Regions from separate parts of the Anser cygnoides genome. Here regions 2 and 3 are each linked to region 1. The links are chromatin contacts, called in public Hi-C maps. All regions are on one chromosome and are shown on one strand. The core of a region is the stretch at or near the end of the contact, and the rest is flanking DNA. Distances in the headings are between cores, read along the strand shown.

Region 1 (3,648 bases), core at 861-3,360:
AAATATCATTATGAGGCCCAAATTACCCCAAAATACTCAAGCCTGGGAAGGCTCCAGCCCAGAGACCCTCCCACTCGGCTGAATGAAGAGCACACAAAAATCTGCTCGTGCCGTTTTTACTGGGAACGCTACTTGTAGCTGTGAGCAAAACCACAGGATTAGTGATGAAATGCAACCTCTGCTGCTTTTCGTGGCAGAGCGCTTTACCATTATATGGTTTCAATTACAGCGCTGGGACCCAGAGTGCGGGGGCAGGCATGCTGGGGATGATGCTTCCTGTGGATGCTGGAAGGCAGGTGGTACAGGGGATCCAGCTCCTGCCCTCCAAACTCTGTTGCTTCAATTTTGTGCACACTTGTGAAGTGGAGTGAATTGTACTGCTCTCGGCTAACTCCAGAATATCATCTCTGCTTAGTTTCTGGCAAGCAAGAGGTTTTTGGTTTACAAGAGGGGCACAAACTGGAACACAATAGGTTCTGTTTAAACATCAAGAAGCGATTCTTTATTGTGCAGATGACTGAGCACTGGCCCAGGCTGCCCAGAGGGGCTGTAGGGTCTCCTCCTTGGTGATCTTCAAAAGCCACCTGGATGGGGTCCTGGGCACCCTGCGCTGGGGGACCCTGCTGGAGCAGGGCTTGGAGACGGGGGCCTCCAGAGCCCCCTGTCGGACTCAGCCATCTGTGATCCTGTGATTCTGAGATTAACGAGTCCAGGGAGAAGCAAACCAAGTCAGAAAGATGACTGAGTCCTCTGCTGGTTGGCTCTGAAGCTGGGAGCAGGTACTACCAAGCAGTGTCTGTGCATGGTGTGTTGTGTGCGCAACGCTTGTCAAGGCCTCTGGAGTTTGTGAGTGAGGACAGGGAAGGAACCAGGGAGGTTTTGCTCCACGAATAACTCAGTGGAAGAGCCCATGCTGTAAAATAAGGCTAAATGAAAAATTACAGGGTGAATTTGGCCTCATATTCATGCACAGATAATTTGTTGCTTGAACAGAGTTGGCTGAATATAAACAAGTCTACAATGCACCTCATTAATTGGAGCTATTTTTCCTGCAAGCCCCATGGAAATATGAAGTGGTTTTGCTTTGCAATTTGTGATATAGTTTGCTATTAGATGCGCTCAGTTTAATTGTGGCCATGCGTCTCATTCTGGAAGCTTTCACAGCCACTGCGTAAAAATAGCAGAGGCCAGCAGAAGCCAGCCCCCCAGCCCAGGTGTGCTCCTCCATTTGCTGCCTGCTGCTGGAGCAGATGGGTGTGTGGGGTGGACGGGTGGCCCTGAGAGGCGTTTTGGGACAAGTGGCTTTCTTCTTCCAGTAGCACCACATGGGGTAGGAGGTCTCTGGTTTTGACTGCATGGAAAGTCACGATGCCCTGCCTGACCTTCGTCCAGCTTGGGCTTTCCATCCGTAGTCACAGTGACAGACCCTACATCTCTGCTCAGGCGTACTGCCTAATATTAATCATATCTGACCGTTTTATGCACTAATCCCATGACCTCCCAACGATGAGATCATGCTGGGCTGCCATATATCAAACCCTCACATCAGCCTGTTGTTGACTTTGGCCATAGGGAGCCAGAACAATGAAACGAAAACATTTCCAACCTTGACATGCCGGGGCTTAAGACAGTGACTTAAAACATTTCCCCGTACCAGGGGGCACAAAGATTTCTCTTTAAATGTACTGTTTATTTTAATCCGCATGCTTCAGAGCGGGCAGAGACCTACGAGGGGGTAAAGGCCAAAGCTGATTAGGAGCCAGATGAGCTTGCCCAACTCAGAGATCTTTGTTTTGATCACAGGATAGAGTTGCCACATCCCCAGCCATAAAAGGCTGCTACTTGGCACAACCAAAATAGACCTGCACAGCCATCGAATTGTTGAGTTTGTTGATCACACTGTTGATCAGAAATCTGAATGCGAGCGATAAAGGGATCACCTAGTCTTTTCGAAGCACTCCAGTCTCGGTGCTGCATGTGGCCAAAAAGGGTGAACAGGAATGTGAGTTTGGGAACATGAAAATAGCCACCGAATATTTTAGCACAAGCTGGCACCTCTGTTTGCCCTTAGGGCCATGGCTAGTGCTGCTGTGCTGCGAGGAGCACACCTGAAGCAGCTTCAGGATGTTAAGGAACCCGCGACAGAGGATGAATTTGTGGCCTTACAGACTGCAGTGCGAGGGGCAGCTCTCATTCATGAGGGAAGCAACAACGCAGAGATATCTGAGGGAGAAGGTGCCCAGAGACCTTATCTGTACGAGTCAAAGGCACGCACAGCTCTGCGGTGATCTGTGAACTCAGTGACACTTGGCAGCGGGAAGCTTCACCAGCTCCTAATCCAGCTTTGGCACGGCGGACCCGTTGAGTAGTCTCTTGACCAAGACCTTCCGACCGCTGTCTCCGCACATGAGAGCAGCACGTCCTGGAGGACATCAGAGCAATCGCACAGCACATATTTCTCAAGGACACGCACTGTGATGACACATGTCACCCAGTGTCATCTGCGCCTGAAAAAATACGGCCTTCAAGTGTAAACACTTGGCAGGAACAACAGCACAGGCTCAAATTTAGACAGGAATAATTTATGCTGCGCAGACCCCAGCTTGCTGGAAGGGGGCATGCACTCTGGAAGGCAGGGAGGAAAATGTGTTGCTAATTTTGCTAGACAACTTCTTCCCTCCCCTCGTTTTCATTTTGCAGTTGCCAGCCTCCCTGGTTTCTCTTAAAATAGAAACATCTGAAGTTTGGCCTTGTGTAACTTGTGCTGGGGGCCTGCGGGGAGGAGGAGGGGACGAGTCCCCTCTGTGTGGTGTGTCGGTCAGCCTCTTGCAGAAGCTCTGCTGGCAGTTGCACCTCATCTCGCCACCTGCCTCCAGCATCTCACCCCCTTCCCGTTCCCCTTCTCCTGCCCCAGCTTCGGGCCAGTTTGAGGACTTCCCTGCCCTCGTCCCACCATCCCACAACGCTGCTGTCGGCAAGGTGTGGAGCTGCCGGCGACCACCACGTAATGGGGGACTACGTGGGACTGGGCAATGCTGGGGCACCCGGACCAGCAGCCCGAGGAGAAGCTCGAAGCGGCGGGCCAGAGGGGTATTTCACGGCGGTGGAAGCGTCTCAGCTCCAGCCGGGCTCTCCCTGCATTTCAATGAGCCCGTTATTGTTGCTGTTTGTTTGCAGTTAATCTCTCCACGCGGTATTAGCTTGGAGAGGCACGGCTCCGTCATGTTGCCATGCTACTGAGCTCAGCGAGCTAGCCGTGAGGCGGGGCCAGGCTGTGCCTCCAAATAGTTCAAGTGCTTTCCAATCCCCGAGCGATGACCCGTGTAATGACTGGGGTGCTCCTTAGTCCTCCCTCCCACTGGGAATCTCATTACCCCTCAGTATGGATGAGAAACTCAGTTTGATTTCTGCTTTTCTGGGGAGGATACGTAGAGAGAACCTGCAGGAGGGTCCATGGGACTTTTTTTTGCAAGGAGGGCTTATTTCCATCTTTATTTGGGGAAAATGCAGGGAACCCTCAGAGGTGTAGAGCCGTCAGTGGCGAAGCCCGTGGGTGCTATTTCAGAGCCCGGAGCGGCAGCGCAGCCTTCCCTGGGGTGACACTGTGCAGTTGTGCATCACGTAGGAGCTGCAGCCCATGGGACCATC
Region 2 (3,648 bases), core at 822-3,321, 450 kb before region 1:
ACAGGAACCTCATTTTAGGCACGCAGAGCTGAGCAGGATGGGTGCTGTTCTGGGGGTGGTGCTGCTGGCATGGGGCAGGGGCTTGTGGTGGGTATGGAGCTGCCATTTAATGACCCACGGCCGATGATCAGTGACGCTGGCTTTGAACACTGTCACGTCCTTGTTGCTGAGGCAGGCTGCACAAGTGGGGAAGGGTATTGTCTGTGTTGTTTAGATACTAAAGGAAGGAAAAAAAGCCAAAATGATCCAAATAAGCAACATCCAGCACATGCTTGAAAGGCAATGTTTTTGTGTCCTACCTTGAGCCAAAATACTTCAGAGGCTTTCAGACAAGCAAGAGTGGTGGGTATACAATTCTCTGCCATCTCTGTCAGTGACATCTCCCATTAGTTATTCTTTTAACTCTCATCCTACGTTTACCTTTCAGTTCACTGCATTTCAGCCTACGTAGTGCTTGAACCATCACAAGACTTGGGTTTGTCCTTCTCTCAGGGGTTCAGCTAGTGCCTTTAGTTTCCTCCAACATCTATTGCATAGGAGAAGCAACCAACATACGATAATGTCTGATGTTTACCATTTGTCCAAAATTTTCTTCTCAGAAATGATACGGGAATAGTATTCCCTTTTCCAGCTTAATTAACATTTTAAAATATGGGTGGAAATGATCCTTCTCTTTCATTTGTTACCAGCAACTCCACTCCATCATTTTTTTTTCAGTTTCTTCTGCTATACCTATCTTTGTAGATTCAATTTTTCTTTAAATTTGTATCTGTGCATCAGACATTTCCAGATGCAAGCACGACTGGATGGTCAAGTTTTGTCTCCTGTGTTTTATCCTCTGCCAGCACCTTCTTTTTGCCTACGTGAAGGAAGCACATCTGAACCGTCAGTTTAAAAATCAACCACTGTGGCAGAGCGCTGCCCACTTCCCGTGCCAGAAACAGCCTGTGTGACTTACCGAACTTCGTGTTTGTTTGAACAACATCTAGAAAAGATAAAGGAGGAACTGCAAAATCTAGGTAAGGTGCCAGTGGTTTAGCTTCCTGTGAGTCTTTTTTTTTTAGTTTCACTTTGGTGCCCAGTTTGTGCTTAACCCAATATTTATAGTTTGGAGATTTTCGGTGCTTGTGTATTTTCACAGAGATGTTCACCTCTGCTGACTTCAGCCATCTAAAACTTAGCTGTCTGACTTTTTAAGACATATCTGCCCTCCTAAATAAAAGAGAGTCAGGACTGATTTGGAGCTCTGAAGCCCCAGTTGCCTGCCTAACTGGAGCAATGGCTCTGATCTGGACCACTCCAGAGCTGTTTGAGAGGAGGCTGGTGGATGCAACCTAGTCCATCTTACCTAACCTTGTTCCTAGGCATTTTTTCATCCAGTTGTATAGCTATAACCTTAAGTCACAGTGTCAAACAATTTAGTTCCCCTGTTCAATCCCAGGTCTTGGCTCCCTGATGTCCCCACTGGATGTGTGTGGATTCACTCCCTGGTCCTCTCCTGGAAAGAAAACCCTCTGGAACAAAACCATGTCATCTTGCTGGGCACCATTCACCTGAAGAACATTTATATCAGACAGCATGGATGTGTCAAATTCATTCAGCTTTTGGCACGTCCTGTCCAGACAACCACATATAGAAACATGGGAGACAAATCTTGAGGCACGCAAAAATTAATAATAATGAGATAAAGAGTCACTAGTACTTTTCCTTGGAAAGCTAATTCAGTGTGGCATGTGGAAAGCACAAGCTGGATGTCAGAATGTCATAGAAAAGGGGATATGGAGCAACACAAGCAATCTGAAATCCTTGGATGGATCAAGTGTTAACCAAAGAGGTAGAGACCAACTGTGGGAGATGGAAGCCCAGTCAAGGTGCTCCATCTGGAACTAGAGGAACAGCTCTCCATAGCAAGAAGGCATCCATCTCACTTGCTCCTTGTTCTCTCTCTAGCAAATACCAGCAAAAGGATCTTTTCTGCTTAGGATTCTTCCATTTGGACTTCACAACCTCATTGCCACTCCTGTAACCAGTTTCATGCTCAGCTGTGATGTGCTATAGGAGTACTGAACGCAGAGCACACTGCTGGACCTCTGTAAATGTGACAGGATCACAAAACCATCGTGCTTGGTGTTCTTTCTTCTGTCTGTGGTTCATAGCCACAAGGAAATAAAACAAAGGCTCAAATGACAAAGTGACTTGTCAATATGAAAATGTCCAAAATGTACCTTATCCTTTCCGTGCTGGGTGACCTCAATATGAGCAGAACCTGCCCAGAGACTTCTGTCATATTGACTCAGCCACCACGAGCTTGGGGCTGAGGTGAGGGGCAGCATTAAATTTTAACCACTCTTTAAATAACATTTTTGAAATCAATAATGTGGGTCCCGAACCCTGGGCTTTCCAATTGCAGTGGGTTTCATTGTGGATGCTGTGAAGATGAAGTTTTACTTGCTCTTTTTTACCCTATTCATCTGGATTCAAGAGAAGTATGTCTTCACTCTTCCAAGGTAAAAACCTTCTGTGGCTACTGGGCTCTCGGTGTATGGTGAGTGGGACAGGGAAAATGTTGAGGTAAAGTAACTCCAAGTTGCATAGGAAAACATTTGGCAAAGGCTGACATTTATTTATTGCTCTTGTAATTGGGTCTGTGGTTCAATTTAATATATAGATGGTGGAGGAAATGAAATTATTCTAAGTCTTCTTTGCATCCATAAATCCTATGTTTTTAATCATATTAAAACTATTCTTTTCAGTCTAAGTGCAAATCAATTCTGTTCATTCAGTGCTTTCGAATGCCAATAAAGGGCATTCTGAAACTTAATGGGAAAAAATAATTTGCTTCGTCTGCCTTAAAACAAGACCTTAAATGAATTACTTCTTGAGGTAGAAAGAGAAACCATTTCAGAAAGTGCTAACAATCTGTTTTCTTTCTAAAGCAGCTTTTATGATTGTTTCTCCAGTCATAAGTCATTTTTGAATAACCATTTTGTATTTGTACAGTGTTTCAGAAGCAGCTTTATTGTTACCTATCGATAAACTTCAGAAATACCCTGCAACCAAATGCTTTGTTAAAACATGAGAACATATGTCAGAGAGGAAGACAGCCAAAGTGCTTTTATTTTCTATATGGGCAGCTGGCTTTAAAACCTTCAATGTCTTAATAGGTAGAACTAAAAAGATAATCCCCTCACGTGGGGATATTAAGCAAGCTGAACAACCTAGAGGAACCATGATTAAACACAACCTGCTCCCTGAACTCAAATACCTACACAAGTAACAGGGAACTGGGTCTCAGGGCCCTCTGTTACTCTGCACCCCTAGTCAGTAGCAGGACTGTGACAGGTCAATGCTTCTTAAGTTTATGCCTTAAAAACAGGATTGTTCACCTGTTTCACGTTGCAATCATATTTTGTTGTGAATTGCTACAGAGGTGTGGGGTTTCAAGTAGGGGGACAGTTAAATAAGCTCGTAGGTGAATTCAGCAATATCGTTCTGTGCTACTTGGAGGTTCATTTATTTAATGTTTAAACAAAACACTGAATATCTGACCGTTACAGAAGAATATGGCATTTCCCACTGGAAAGAATGAGGTAAAACAAGCAGCATGTGTCTCTTGCAAAACAGAAGAAGGACAGAAGAGGCACATGG
Region 3 (3,648 bases), core at 350-2,849, 370 kb after region 1:
AGAATGAAGATTGCAAACACTTCCAAGAACAACTGACATAACAAAAAACCTGGAGCTGACAATGAGGCTCCTTATTCTGCCAGGGTTTCAATGTCTTTTGCATCCCATGGGCTTATGGTACTTATCTTGTTTTCTGGTTTTGTTGCTGTTGTTGTTTGTTTCTTTCTTTTTGTTTATTTGCACGTTTGTTTGTTTGTTCTCTGAAAAAAAGAAAGAAAGAAAAAAAAAAGAAAATAAAATTGAGACATGAGTTAGCAAAAAAGGGAAGACTGGGCCATAAAGTAGTTTTGGAAGGCAAAAATTCAAATGCTCCCCACTGTTGTTTATAGTGAAACCTTCGCTCCTGGTCAGACATCAGAAAAACATGCAGGGCACAAGGCTTTGTTCAAAGTCCAAACAATGTGAAAATAAAAGAAAGATTCTCATTGATTTTAATGGGCAGCTTGCCAATTTGGCTGTGGGTTGTGTGGGCAGCAGTTACTGGTTTTAGGCTCATGGGGTAACAACTAAAGGTGGCAAAGGTGTGACAGCAGAGCCTTCAGCAAGGGGGACAACCTAAGTCAATCAGACATGCCCAAGTCCATGAGACAAGATTGGCTTCATCAGATGGTGCTGAGAGAGCTGTGAGGACACTGTTGAGAGGTCCTGGCAATCAGCAGAGGTTTCTGATGATGGGGAAAAGGTAAATGTCACAGTGTTCTTGAAGAAAGGCGGAAAGGAGGATCCAGGGAATTACAAGCTTCTCAGTCTCACCTTTCAGTCCCTGGAAAGGTTATAGAGAAGATCCTCCAGGAAGCCATTTCCAGGCTCACAAAGGACAAAAGAGTGATTTGGAACAGAGGACAAGAGAGTGATTTGGAGCAGATATTTACCAAGGTCAAATCATGCTCTACCCACCTGTTTTTCCTCTGTGATGATTGTCTCAGCGGACAAGGGCAGAGCAACAGGTGCTGACTTCAGGATGACTTTTGACACAGTGTCCTTACAACCAAATGGGTCAGATATTGACTGCAGGAGTGGACAGTAAGGTGGGCTAAAATCTGGCTGAACCTTTGGGTTCGAAGGTTTGTGAAGAGCAGTACAAATGGTGTTCCTCTGGGCTAGACACCAGGGAGAGCATTGCTAAATGTCAGTGACCTGAGTGGTAGGACAGAGTGCATTCTCAGCAAGTTCATGGATGGTACCAAATCAGGGGGAGCAGGTGATAAGCTAGGGCAGGACTGCTGTTCAGAAGAAGAACAGCAGGCTGAAGGAATGAGCTGACAAGAGCCACAAAGCTCAGCAAAGAGAAGTGCGATATCCTGCATCTGGGACAGGGGAATTACTCCTTGCACAAGTATAGGCTGCAGGTTTATTTTATAGAAAGCAACTTTGGGAAAAATGTAAGGGTGATTTGTTGGAGAGTAGGCTGAATGTGAGCCAACGCTGTGCGCTTTCTGCAGGACGGGCAGCCAGACACTGGGCTCTATTAGCAATACAGGAGGCAGCAAGTCAAGGGTAGAGTTCACAGCCTGGTGAGACTAGAGGGTAGTCTCCATTCTTTTGCTGGAAAAAAGAAAAAAAGTTGTGAAATCAGTTAGCAAAAAAGATAAGTTGCTCACTAGTGTGAGCCCAGAGGAGAACCATCAAATGGTCAAGGTGCTGAAGCACATGGCATGGGAGAAGAGGCTGGGGTTTGTTGAAGGGAAGTGACTGTTCTGTTGACCCCAGCTACCTAAGGGGAAGGTACAGAGAAGACATCCTTTCAGAGCTGCACAAAAATAGAAAAGTTATGCTATCTCCATCTTTGGAGACACTCAGTCCTTAAGTGGACACAGCTCGGAGCAACATGACGTAGCTTGTGCTGCTTGGAGCAGCGGGTTGGACTAGATGACATGGTGAGGTCACTTTCAGCCTAAATTATCCTATGATTGTGCAATTACAAATGAGCCGAATGACTTGCATTGGACCAAGGAAGGTCTCTTGAGAAGATAGCTAGTCCTAATCTGAAAATTTAAGAAGACAGAAAATCTATTTCTACTGCTACTATGCGGTTTCAGCCAGCAGTATTAGAAGTGAACTCTTCCTCCCCTCTCAAATTGCCTTCTCAGCTGTGATATGTGAATAAAACAATGACTGTGCAGAAACCAGAGATAACCAATTTAATTTTATTTACAGTAACCCCCAGCCAAAAAGCAGATGTTCATTTTAGTGTGTTTTATTAGACACTCTCCCTGTTCTCTCAACAACTTCCACCGCTTGTCATTGCTTCCTGGGAGGGTCCTCAGGACATGTCCACCTTTTTATGAAGTGCTGGTACAACCCCTAATACAGCTTCAGCTGGGATCTTCAGCCATGCTAGCAACACAAAAACAAAACTAAACAAAATCCTAAGAAAAACGCACACAAAGGACTTTTCCTCCCCCTGTAATTTTGGGCAGACAGATAGGTCATTCCCTAAGCCTGTATCTTCAGCTAGGAGGAAGCCCCTGAGAAGCAGGACATGAGGGCAGAAGGGGCAAATGTATCACGGACATTACCAGCGAACTGCTCGGGTGTGGGAGGTGACTCCACGCCTTCCCCATGGTGAGCAGGAGCGTGAGGAAGGCAGGGGACACAGCTGGCTGTCACTTCCCAATGCTTGCACTGGGATCCCCACACAAGTGAGGCTTTTGCAGGCAATTACTGCTTTCATATCACCACCGTGGCATGCAAGCGCTTTGGTCCTTGCTCGCATGTTGCTCAGACCACACAGGAGAAAAAAAGGCAGCTGTTTTCCTAAACAAAGCACTGTGGGGCTGCAGCTATGCTGTTCATCCAGGCTGTGTGACCTTTCTTTCTCCCCCAGCAAGCCCTGACAGCGTAGGGGTGCCCATAGGTACAGTGCTTTTCGGAGACGGTGTGGTGTGTCACCAGGTGGGTGTCCCAGCTGGGCAGTCACCTCGAGGCTGCTCAACACTCCAGAAGAGGCTTCGTTTTGCTTTTCTGACGGTGAAGAACAAGGAGAGGAGCTGGTGGGGCTTCTGCCACAGAAAGGGGAGGGTGGGGTGCAGGATGCAGGATGTCCCGCAGTGGGACACCTGGCTCTGCAGCCTTAGCAAAGTGGTGGCGGGCCATTTCGCAGGTCTATCTACTCAGCCGCTGCCTAATTTGCCTGTGCCCTACAATGACTGCAGAAGAAAATGCCTGGGACCGAGAGGGAAAGCATCCAAACCCGAGCTGACACAGCTCATTTAGGCTTGGCAGGACTACTGTCAAGGAGCAGCCTTTCTGAATTCAATGCCAGTGAGAGGATGGGACTGGCAAAAGGACTCTCTGTTGCCTGTATTTCTTTCAGATAAAAAAAAAAAAAAAAAAAACTTGTTTGTTGTGCCACCAGTCTTTGAGTAAGGGCTTTTGTGGGACGAAGGGTAGTGCTATGAGAATTTTACTCTGGTCTGGGGAGGAAAGGAAAAACAGGCCACAGTATTATTTATTTTTTCCTTAAAACATGTAAGACAGAGAAAACAACACACATTGTTACACAGCAGCGATATGCAGCCTTGGGCTCCCATAACTGCTCCTGGGTTTTCCGGCTGGCTGCTGACCTCTTGGGATAGCCTTGGCTGGTCCAGCTTTAGCTTGCTGAAAGAAAAAGCACCAACAATTAAGACACTACAGCTGATGTTC

The links. A called contact is a pair of places that touch in the nucleus more often than the background predicts.
Region 2: a contact with region 1 is called in a Hi-C map of liver, with 2.0 times the contacts expected there. The contact joins the promoter of CPB2 here to the enhancer-like site in region 1. A contact is called at or near these places in 2 of 7 Hi-C or Micro-C datasets (both in liver).
Region 3: a Hi-C map of liver shows a contact between it and region 1, with 3 times the contacts expected there. The contact joins two enhancer-like sites. A contact is called at or near these places in 3 of 7 Hi-C or Micro-C datasets (all in liver).

Annotation. Positions count from the first base shown.
Region 1 is chr1:181,501,188-181,504,835 of Taihu_goose_T2T_genome, reverse strand. No RefSeq gene overlaps it. Among named protein-coding and RNA genes, the nearest start is that of NUFIP1, 40 kb to the left of the region's middle. Within about 2 kb of position 2,110, at least 1 of the 3 cell types and tissues checked has open chromatin away from gene starts, as enhancers often do. A contact at or near this core is called in liver, where this site is marked.
Region 2 is chr1:181,952,657-181,956,304 of Taihu_goose_T2T_genome, reverse strand. It overlaps CPB2 (carboxypeptidase B2), which reads left to right and starts at 2,071. Exons shown (of 11, transcript XM_013179591.3): 1 at 2,071-2,507. The coding sequence starts at 2,437.
Region 3 is chr1:181,129,977-181,133,624 of Taihu_goose_T2T_genome, reverse strand. No RefSeq gene overlaps it. Among named protein-coding and RNA genes, the nearest start is that of CCDC122, 33 kb to the right of the region's middle. Within about 2 kb of position 1,599, at least 1 of the 3 cell types and tissues checked has open chromatin away from gene starts, as enhancers often do. A contact at or near this core is called in liver, where this site is marked.